Regions from separate parts of the Mus musculus genome. Here region 1 is linked to region 2. Evidence: chromatin contacts called from public Hi-C data. All regions are on one chromosome and are shown on one strand. Each heading gives the region's core, a stretch centred on a gene start, on an enhancer-like site or on the middle of the called end of the contact. The rest is flanking DNA. Distances are from core to core; before and after follow the strand shown. Region 1 overlaps 1700018A04Rik (RIKEN cDNA 1700018A04 gene). Region 2 has its middle 55 kb from the start of Gm23351.

Region 1 (5,742 bases), core at 1,428-3,927, 97 kb after region 2:
AGAATGCATTGAAAAAATTGAAGTATACCTACTTTTAAAATCCTTTATTTTCCTTATTTCTGTCTTCAGCAAGTCTATGAACCCAAGATAAGCAGATTCTAGCTACGTTTGTTTGTTTGTTTGTTTGTTTGTTTGTCTGTCTTTGGTTTTTGGTTTTTTTCGAGTTCTTTTTTTTTTCTTCAGCACAGAGATTATGCCTTTAGGTTCATACTGTCAAAACTGAAACTGCCTCAAATAGTTTTGACATTTGACTTCCCGACTAGGCCATCATTGGGAAGAGAGGCCCCTTGGTCTTGCAAACTTTATATGCCTCGGTACAGGGGAACACCAGAGCCAAGAAGTGGGAGTGGGTGTGAAGGGGAGGGGGGAGGGTATTTTGGGATAGCATTTGAAATGTAAATGAAGAGAATACCTGATTTTATATATACATATATGCATATATACATATATATATATATAAAAGAAAAGGTATAAGGATATTCATAGCAGAAATTAAGGACACCATCCCAAGTCCCTGTTCAGGAGGACTCACCAGAGAATGGCACAAACTCTTATTGCTACCAAAAGAAGGGCATGTCCTTTGACTCCATAAATACTGTCAACCTCTACTGGAGGAGGAGAAGAAGAAGAAGAGGAAGAAGAAGAGGAAGAAGGAGGAGGAGGAGGAGGAAGAGGAGGAGGAGCAGGAGGAGGAGGAGGAGGAGAAAACAGAGAAAAATTGTGGCCTTTCTAACTAATAAATACTGGTGAGAAATCATAGTTTTGATTATTAATTTTAAATAGCTAAAATAAAAAAGAAATGAATGAAATCATTGTTTTATTTACAAACAACAACAACAGTAGTTTGTGGCAAATAAGCGATAAACACGTGAAACAAGGTTCTTTTTCTGTAATTAAAATGCAAATGTAAATGATAATGACCTGCCATCTATTGCCTATTGGCAAATACTTAAAAGTGAGGTAGAGCAGAGAGTTGGTAAGGCTTTGAGGAAACAGGCAGTTCGCACAATGTTAATGGGGTTGTAAATTGGAGCAACCTTTTCGCAGGGCAATTTGGCAATATCTATTAAAATGTAAAGTGCACATAGCCTTTGACCCAGCAATTCCATGGCTAGGAATTTACCCTCAGGGAATGCTCTTTCACTGGGCACCGGTACACTCATACCAGGGTGTGTGCAGTAGTATTTGTGATCTCCCCAAATGGAAAAGAATCTAATGTCAGTTTAAGAAACGGGCTCAATTTCTAGGGTGTATAAACACAGTAGGCTGCAGGGCCAAGTGCCTGAGAGACTCTGCAGAGTGCTGAGGAAACATGTCTAAGAAACACTGTCCTTTGGGAAAGGCCAGTGGTAGAAACCACACATTAACATTGAAGGAAACAAAGGCTTGCCCTGAAGATCTTTAACTATCGGTCCACAGATACTGCCATGTACAGGAACATTTGCACACAGAGGAAGATGTAAGAAAATGTCTAAGAAAGGCTGACATTCAAATTCCCTCTGGTAATAGTAGGGCCAGAGAAATCTGGGGTGTAGAGGGATGTTTTCTCATTTACTTTCTTATTCTGAATGAAAACGTCGTTTTACCGTGAGTCTGTGGTGATTTGCTATTTAAATCACTAAATTACAGAAAACTGAGGGGAAGCAAGAGTGAGGTGAAGGAGGGAAGGCTTCAGGGAGGGAGGGAAGAAGGAAGGGAAGGAGAAACAGAAGAAAAGGAAAGAAGAGACCCTTTAAAACTGCAGCGTCTCCCCAACCGTCACAGAAACTAACTGTGCTTTCTCATAAATGAAATCAAGAAGAGGCTCCACAGTTGGTCGGCTTTGTCTAGTCTCTTCCTCAGTCTCTGAAAAGCACACTGGGTAAAGGCTCCTCTAGCTTCAGGCCAGGCAGACTCCAGGAAGCCGTGTATTTCCTCCCCAAATGCATGAATGTGTATTTTGCCTGCTGGTTTTGTCTCTGTGCCCAGATCCCACAGGGATAGGCGCCACCAGAGCACACAGACAGACAGAGGACCGGCCTGCCTCTGAAGAGAGGAGTCAGACGCTCCGGAGGTCAAGAGCTAACCTTCCAAAGGCCACAGAATGAGGTCTGAGCTTGCTGCCCTGGGGCAGGGTAAAATCAGGCTTTGGGGAGTGTGTGTGTGTGTGTGTGTGTGTCTGTGTGTGTGTGTGTGCCCCTGTCCAGAGGGGATGGTTCACCAAACTAAACCTTTCTTTTCTTCCCTTAATATTCTAGTAGCTAACCAAAAACTAAAGGAAACATTTATTTAAGGTAGGCTTTATAAGGTGATGAGGCATTGTCCTGAATTTTTTTAAAGAAGCAATCCTTTTTTTTTTTTTTTTTTTAATTGAGAAACCTGGGGCTGGAGATGTAGCTGTCAACAGCACACTTGCCCAGCAAGCATGGGACCCTCAGACCCACCCCTAGCACCACAAGAAGAAATTATAATTTAAAAAAAAAAAATGAGAAGGCTTAAGAAGACTGGCGATGTTTAATTTCTTTTCTCTAGCTAAGGGAGGGAAGTTAGAGCCCTTCCAGGGCCGACATTTGTAAAAGGACAAACGTCCCCAAAGAAATCCCACCTGAACGTGATCTCTTGCCCTCTCCTAACCGGCCTGTCCTGGGTCCTAGGCCGGCACTGAGTCCTGGGGCCATTCCTGAAGCTTACAAAATATTCTGCTGCTGCTTGGCAGTTTAAATATTAACGAGCATGTAAAGCTAGTGGGGGTAAGGCCTGGAGCCTGTAATAAGAAGCAAGCCTCGGCTGGATTCGGTAATTACTCCTTGCACAACTCCAAGAGCCAGTCATGGCTTCTGAGGATTACACACGTCCAGCCTCTCCAGCAGGAGGGCGGCAACTCCATGACGGTTGCATAAGCACTTCATAGCATGATAATTAGTCATTAAGAAGCAGAACAAAGGGCCATTGGGCCAAGGTGCCACTCCAACAGGGTCTGTATTCCCGTTTGTAGCAAAGGAGACATATTTTTATTCTTTGCACACTGCCCCACTGTGGGCGTTGAAAAAGGAAATGAGGTTTTAGGGGGAAAGTAGTGCAAAGGAAAACGGAGGCGTGCAAGATGGAAGCAAAGTGCAGAGCCCAGGGGTTGGGGACTCTGCAACTGTCTCTCCCCTGGTTGCCACCATTTAAACTCCTACTCTTGGGCTGTTGACTGGGAGGCTCCCGCTTCAGGGTCTCTGTGCTCCTAGCCTCTGATCTGTCCCAACCTTCCCTGGTCAGCAAGAGAACTGTCGGATGCATCCACACAGCTAGGTTTCCTTGGAGTAAAATAATCATAAAGTGAGCACTAGGCTCCCAAGGCTCTAACTGCTTTTTACTGAGATCATTATGCCCATACATCTACTTTCATAGATGAAGCGTCTTCCGGAGCAATAGGTGCCAGTTAGTACAGAGATTCACATCTGGTCAGGGTGCAGAGCCTACGAGACTTCAAATATCTATATCACAGCCTTTCCTCCAAAGGCTCAGCAAGTTAAACAACAGATGATCAAGGAAGAGGGAGTAGAAAAAATTGTAGGAGCCATGGGATGACAATAGCCAAACAGTGGTTTCCAGAGACAGGAGAGCAGTTACACATAGGAACTGAGCGCATCTGTGACTACAGGCACAAGACTCGGGCAAGATGGAGCCCAACACAAATCCCAGCCTGAAGTCCAGAGATGACCAGAAAACTCCACTAGGTGAGAAACTCCTGGTAAAGGATGGCTGCTGGGGAAAAAAAAAAAAAAAAGAGTTACTTTTCTTCAGGAATGTGTCCGTGAAAGATAGCCATGCTTCAGTAGGTGGTCCTCCACGCATGCGCACTCTTGGAGCTCTGAGTGGGCTCCTAGGGTTAAGAAAAACAATATGAAGTTTGGAGGGAATCGTGGCTGGATGGGTGGGGGAGAAAGTGGAGTGGAGGGACAATGGGTCTGGACTTGATCCAAACACACTGTATACATGACCAAAATTCTCTTTAACAGTAATGAAACAAAAGGTACTTTGAAAACGTCAGGCTTCGGGTCTTAGATTTAGATGTCCACTTGCTCTACAGAGAAAGAAACTGGGGCCGAAGGTGTTAACTGGTGCACTTTCTCACCACAACCCAGGGGTCCGAGTGGAAACACCCACCTTTCCTTGCTTCTCAGAGTCCACAGTTCTCACGGCTGCAACCGTTTTCAGCCTTGGCTGGTGCGGATTCAGTGTCTACCTGCAGTGTTGACACAACCTGTTTGAATTGCCTGCTGTGGTAGCCTGGGAGATAACCACGGCAACAGTGCAGCCTGCAGGCGAGCGTGGGGAATCACAGGACACACCTGGAGAGCCACCTGGCAGGTAGAACCTGGAAGAAAAGTATCAGCCCTTGGCAGCCTGGTTCTGAGGCTGTGATGCCCAGGGTGTTGCGCTGATTTGATGGAGCCAAAAGACATGTTTATTATACAGTTACACTTGTCCACATTTACCAGGGGAGAGAGAAAGCAGAGTCTTGTTACTTTCTAGGCAAGGTCTGTAAAGATGGAAAGTGGCCTGGGTTATCTTTCTTCCTTTGCACCAAGAAACCATCACTTCCCAGTGCGCCACTTGGTGAAAAGGGAGCGACTCCAAGTTAAGGAGCAGCAAGCGCCTTAGCATGGGAAACTCACTTCTGCGTGTTTTACTAGATAACATCAGGGAGGCGCCACAAAGGCAGAGTCAACGTTTCAATATACCGTAAAGTAGACCTAAGAATCTCCACAGAAAGGGAGACAAGATTACTTAAATGGCAGGGGAATCCAGTGGATGAATCAGCTCCGTCTCTAAGGTGCCAGTGAATGACCAGTGTCAACCTTTGGGGAGAGGTCTAGTAACCGATCAAAGAATTATTTTCCACTGTAGTTTCCAGTGAATTATTATACAACACTTCTCACCAGGTGATGGGGAAGATGATGATGGTGGTGGTGGTGGTGATTTGTTCTTTAGGGGGTGGTTTTGGGAGGTGGGGGTTTTTGCCATCTACTCTAAAATTGTCAAAGTCTCTTCACTTTCTGCCCCACTCCACTGGTTTACTTTTCTCCTTGGCACTTGGAACCTTTGATGCCACACACATTACTGCTATCTCTGCCTGGCATCTGAGTCTGCACTTATGAAGATTCTAGGAAGACAAGGTTTATTATTATTATTATTATTCATTGCTATATCCGTGGCACCGAGGCCCCTACCTGGCACATCCAAGGGCACCCAGTGAATCTTAGTCACCGAATGGGCAGGTGGATAGAAACAGGGCACTCACCAACACAAAGACAAAGGAAACCTGAGAGGCCGGGGTATACACTAGGTGACAAAGTCAACAACCAACGTTATCATGATAGGTAGTAGCAATAGTCTAAAGTTTACAGGATAGAATTTAACAGGCTCTGTAAATCAATCCTACACTTAAGAGTTCGGAAAAACAATTGCATAAGAACAAGATAAGAAAGATAATACGGCTGAATAACGGCATGTGCAGAAATGACAGGGTCTTGGGTGACTGCCAGCTCAATCTGAATTCAGAGAAATCGGCCCCTCATGAGTGTGTAATTCTGGGTGTCATCACTAATGAAAGTAATCACAGCTTCGGTGTGTAAGTGTGCTCGGATGCACGCCCTCTCTGGAACGAGTATCTTTGCATGCAGCAAGGTCGTCCTCTGTGGCCTGCACAGTGGAGGAGCAGAGATGAGAAATCCTATAAATGTCCATTAACAAGAAACAGATTGGATCCAT
Region 2 (5,762 bases), core at 564-3,063:
CCCAAACAAATAGTATCAAGTCCAAAATGACAATAGTGTTGAATTAAAATCACAGAAAAGAAATGGGCAGGTTAGTTTTTATATGTGTAGGAAGATAGATGGATGGGTGGACAGATGGATGGATGGATGGATGGATGGATGGATAGATGAATGAATAAATGAATGATATATAGATGAATCAGTGGGTGAATAGAAGGAAGGATGGATGGATAGGTGGGTGGATGGATGGATGGATGGATGGATGGATGGATGGATGGATGGATAGGTGGGTGGATGGATGGATAGGTGGGTGGATGGATAGATGGATGAATGGATGGATGGATAGATAGATGGATGAAACAATGGATGAGTAGGTGGATGGGTGGCAAGATCCACTAATAAGAATGTGATTGAGAAATCACTTTAAGTCAGAAGGCTGATTCAAAGTGTCTTATCTTTTCAGTTTTGGTATAGTGTTGTCGTCAAGACTCTCGAACTATTAAATTAGAAGATGTGCCATTCTTCGTGCAAATAAAAGGGCTGAGAAGGAAAAGCAGACATGTCTCTGTCTTTAGACATGTTGCATTTAAAACTGCTCTGATACTTCTAAGCAAAATATTGGCAAGCACTTAAAAACAGAAGACTTGTTGTTGGTCAAGCAGGTCTTAAGTCACACTATGGTGATGTGGGAGGTAGGTGAACCTTTAAGAGGCAAGGTGTAGTTGGGGCTTCATTAAAGAGTTAAAGTAGTTCTCATGAGAAGCTATGCTAAAAGCCCTGTCCTCCCCTTTTCTGACTTGCTTTCACATTTGCCATCGCCATGATGCCATCACCATGATGCCATCTACTGTGCCTCGACAGAGCTGGGGGGCCTCAGGCACAGAGTCAGCTGAGCCACGCGGCTTTTCAAGGAATTTCAACTTCACAAAACTTACTTTTTAAATGAAGTTCTCAGCCTTGGATATTTCATCATAGTAACAGAAAATAGATTAATACAGGACTGTGAACAGAATGAATGTGGAGATGTCTGTAGCAACTTGGAAGTTGTACCTCAAGGACTTTTACTAAGGGCAAGACAATGTTAACACTGATAGAACATTGGATTTTAGGAAGGAAGAGCTGAGAGAAAGGGGAGTGGTGAGGAGACAAAGGAGGACCACAAACATTACCATAGCCCAGGAAAGGACAGTTCAAAGGACCAGAGTGCGATCATCAAAAGTAAATCTGCCAGGGATATACAGACACATAATCTTCGTGGTTAAAATCACCATAGTTTGAAGGCTGTCTGACCACCTTCAGACATGGAATACATGCAGAGAATCTGGGAGCAGATAACAAAATGAAACGGATGCAAACAGGGCCGATGATGACTAGAGAAGTACAGAAGCAGGCGTGGCAGATAACTAGGTCTGGGATGGTTAATCAAAAGAAAGTTTCTTCCTAAATGAAAACTGTTTAACAGTGCTGTCAAAGGAGGAGGGAGGAGGACATGAAGGAGGAGAAGAAGGAGGAGAAGGAAGAGGAGGAAGAGGTGATAATGGTGGTGGTGAGAAAAAAAAGGCATGGCAACACACATTTATAATTCCAATTTTCTTTTGCCATTAGAAAGAAGAAAGAATGGATATAACACTTTGAAATGTCTAAATAACAAGAAAATTTTACTTAACAAATGTCCGTGATGTGAGAATGACCAAATACTGAAATTTATTTCCTAATCTTCCTGAAATTCCCAGAATCTCCTGGTTCTCTTCCAATTAAATAAACAAAGTTGCAAAGATAGCCGGATGTCTTCACAGCCAGCCATGCCCAGCGATAGCTGTACGTTCTTTTCTGCTTTCCTATTCTGATTAGATCTTACAGCTTCCCAGGGAACTCACACGAGATTTTGGTATGAGCTCTCCAGCTGATGCTTATATTCTAAAAGCCAGAGTATAGTGGCCACTTAGCAAATTTAATTTTGTGCTAAGGAAAAGAATTATAACGGTGACCTAAGCTGGCAGGAGTGATACACAGAAACAGGCAGGAGAAAGGTGACTTTGGGTGAGGAGTGCACAGAGTGGTTTGTTTTCTGCTTTCCACTCCCTGGCACCAGCATTCAGTTGCATAATCTTCCTCTGTAAAACTTGCTTCACAGTCAGAAACCAAAATCCAACCACTGAGATTGCAAAAGTATTTCCACATTGTAAACAAAATCCAGAGATCTCAATCAAGAGCATTGTCATCCTAAATATTCTGATGGCTTGAAAGGAAGTTGAGTCTATCGAGACAGGCACTCTACCTTCTCCAAGAAGATTTGATGTCACTATAATCTTGCTTTGTTGTGTATATGTAGGCAGTCTTAAAATTTAATCATTGATTTCACCTACTAATTATATATGTGTATACAAATATATGAATATATATGTATGTATGTGAATATGCATATGTGCATTATGTACATGTGTGTACATATGTATATATATATATATATATGAGTGTTTATATATTATTAGCCAGTGTGTGTGTGTATATATATATATAAAATTAGCCAGTGGGGGCAGTATCAGAGCAATGAGCTGCATAAAGCATCCCAATAACTCTGATCTTTAAAACAAACATTTCAGAGTCATTTGTTACTTCATCTCCAATGTCATTTCCTTTCCATTCTTGAGAGCTGACAAAAGACATTTAGTACATAGTGTCACCAGTTTATGTTCAATCTTCAAAAGTAGATTAACTAAGAATGGGTTGCATAGATTTGGTTGAGAAGAAGAAGAAGAAGAAGAAGAAGAAGAAGAAGAAGAAGAAGAAGAAGAAGAAGAAGAAGAAGAAGAAGAAGAAGAAGAAGAAGAAGAAGAGGAAGAAGAAGGAAGAGGAGGAGGAGGGGGAGGGGGAGGGGAGGGGGAGGAGAAGGAGAAGGAGAAGGAAGATAGACATACATACAGACAGACAGACAGATATGTGTCATTGGACTTGTTTGTCTAAGCATTTTCCAGAAACAAGTCCTAGATTTATGAAACCTTCAAACCCTTCACCAAAGCCACAGAGTGAGAAGCCTGAATTCTTCCCTCAACCCCTAAAATGCAGGAGGAGAAAGGGCTTCTCTGTGAAGGCCTGGGTAGAGAGGAGCAACATGACTGAGGCCTCTTGCTCACCATCCTAGCATGCAGGCTACCAGGTCCAGGAAGGTGGACTATATACCAGGTCCAGGAAAGTGAGTTATATACTAGGTCCAGGAAAGTGGGCTAATACCAGGTCCAGGAAAGTGGGTTATATACCAGGTCCAGGAAAGTGAGTTATATACCAGGTCCAGGAAAGTGAGTTATATACAGGTCCAGGAAAGTGGGCTATAGAGGACAGGACAGTGGGGCTTGACTTGGCCAGATTCTCAAGTATGCTGATTACCAGACAGAACTTGAAGAGAAAGCTGAAGAGCATCAGAGCCACAGTCAGCACTAACCCAGGAAAACATGTCTCGCCTGCCTAGGGCCTCTGAACCAAGCCTGGGTAGTAAGAAACACAGAGAAGAGCCACCAGAAGTGTCAAGGACAAATCATATGATTCTTTTGTGCCACCTCTCCCTTAGGGTTAGGGTTAGGGTTAGGATTCGGGTTAGAAGAGTCTTCTAGCTTTTACTTTCATAGTCAGGGAAGCATCAGATAACCTATAAACCAAGAGTACCAGACCAAAAGCATCAAGGTTTCAAATGCCAGTACTGTAGTAGAGTCCCCAAAGCCACCAAAATGCTACTTTTCCTTTCATCCAAGTCCCTCCTCACTAGAGTTTGCAGACATGTGACAGAGACTTCCAACCCTTAGAATGACCTTCGCTTTGTTTAGTCTCATAGCAGACCGCACCCTCCACTCTATCCAAACTGTCTTTGTAGCTTAGAACAAAATATAAAATTTTACTAGCATGGCAACTAATGATTGTCTAAGAGTACCTTCTTTCCAGCTGCCATTGCCAAGAATCTGCCCTGCAGAAACCGCAACGGAAGAAAAAAGTAAGAATAAGAGCACCTACAAAACAGTCACATCACACTAAATTTAAACTTAAAGTCCAGGTGCTCTTTAACACAGAAATAAATATGTCCTTTCAATCATCTCTCTTCATAGGTTGACCTGAAGTTCTTAACACAAGTGGACTATCATCAGAACAAAGCCAAGTTAGAGAGGAGAGAAGGAGGTACGCAAGTAACCATTCCCTCCATTTAGTGATAAGACTGACCCACAGATTTCAGAAAATGCATTGAACTAGACCACATCTATCAATGCTGGATGAGTCAGTCAGCCTTCTGTTGCTAGAAGAACAAATACAACTACTATGCAGATAATGGACTAGCTAGAGAAAACGGTTGTCCTGGCCTGTGTTGCTGCATCGTTGGAAGGCTGGTAGTTTTGGGGGGATGCATGTAAACAGCAAATCACGGCAGGAGAGCTCATGACCAAATACTCCACTCAAAGCAGGAAAGCAAAAGCAAGGAAGAAGACAGGAGTGTCTCCAGTCCCTACAGAGGAACTTCTACCAGGCTGCATCTCTTAAAGGCTCCAGCACCTACCAAAAAACACTCTGCCTTAATGCAGGGTCTTGGCACTCCAGACCCTAACTTCAGAGGTTCAATAATAGATTTATGTAGTGAAGATGTTTTAGGGCTAAGGATGCAGTTCAGTAGTAGAGCACTTACATAGGGTGTCCAAGGAACCAGCATCTCATAGTCACAGTTATAAGGACCAGATCCTTCCAAAGTGGCACTTTATAAATGTGTCACAAGGGCACCCCAATAGACATTTCAAAGGAACACTGATATAGTAAGAACCCATTTGAGCACAGAATCCATTTCCCTGAAATTCTCAATTAAGATCCAGTGGGTTTTGGGTTCTCTATTCATGAAATATTCTGAAGTCCTCTCTCTCTCTCTCTCTCTCTCTCTCTCTCTCTCTCTCTCTCTCTCTCTCTCTCTCAAATACTTTAGCATATCCACCTGTGGTTTGCTTTAACTGATGGTTTGCTTGACAAAACCTTTCTTCGTAGATAATCCTAAGACAAATTCTGCCTAAGTCTTATGTTAAGCATGGGAAGATCAGAGTGAGCAAGGTTCTAAGCAAGGAGGGTTTAATGTTGTGAATAAGTAACTACAGAAATAGAAAGAAACTTTCACATCTACCACTGTACTGAAAACACCTTACATCTATCACCATACTGAGCACACCTCTGTTAGGACACACCTACTCCAGGAAATAGCAAGAAACAGTAGAATATCTACCCCAACCCTCTAGGAAGTGACTGCACCATCCAAAGCTTGACTGAGTTCTTTGGCTCTGTCCCCTCTCCTCACTCTCTCTCCCTCACTCCTGATGTCCCAACATAGTTCATGTGAAATAGTTGCTCACTTATGTTGGTTCTATGTCCTCATCAAAGTCTGCACTTAAGAAAGGCTCTAACAAGTACCCAAGGAGCTAAAGGGATCTGCAACCCTATAGGTGGAACAACATTATGAACTAACCAGTATCCCGGAGCTCTTGACTCTAGCTGCATATGTATCAAAAGATGGCCTAGTCGGCCATCACTGGAAAGAGAGGCCCATTGGACACACAAACTTTATATGCCCCAGTACAGGGGAACGCCAGGGCCAAAAGGGGGGAGTGGGTGGGTAGGGGAGTGGGGGTGGGTGGGTATGGGGGACTTTTGGTATAGCATTGGAAATGTAAATGAGCTAAATACCTAATAAAAAATGGAAAAAAAAAAAAAGAAAGGCTCTAACACAGAAATCTCACCATGGGTCGGCAGTTCCATAATGTTTTCAA

The links. A called contact is a pair of places that touch in the nucleus more often than the background predicts.
Region 1: a Hi-C map of liver shows a contact between it and region 2, with 5 times the contacts expected there. The contact joins two enhancer-like sites. A contact is called at or near these places in 3 of 39 promoter capture datasets (hippocampal neurons and liver), 4 of 484 Hi-C or Micro-C datasets (3T3-L1-derived adipocytes and liver) and 3 of 115 datasets of contacts at active chromatin or transcription factors (embryonic stem cells, extraembryonic endoderm stem cells and pancreatic cancer cells).

Annotation. Positions count from the first base shown.
Region 1 is chr13:31,575,809-31,581,550 of GRCm38.p6, forward strand. 1700018A04Rik (RIKEN cDNA 1700018A04 gene) reads right to left here. Exons shown (of 6, transcript NR_029439.1): 2 at 4,135-4,345; 3 at 3,762-3,850. Among named protein-coding and RNA genes, the nearest start is that of 1700018A04Rik, 3.8 kb to the right of the region's middle. Within about 2 kb of position 2,678, at least 42 of the 459 cell types and tissues checked have an H3K27ac peak or open chromatin away from gene starts, as enhancers often do. A contact at or near this core is called in 3T3-L1-derived adipocytes and liver, where this site is marked.
Region 2 is chr13:31,479,553-31,485,314 of GRCm38.p6, forward strand. No RefSeq gene overlaps it. Among named protein-coding and RNA genes, the nearest start is that of Gm23351, 55 kb to the left of the region's middle. Within about 2 kb of position 1,814, at least 12 of the 459 cell types and tissues checked have an H3K27ac peak or open chromatin away from gene starts, as enhancers often do. A contact at or near this core is called in 3T3-L1-derived adipocytes and liver, where this site is marked.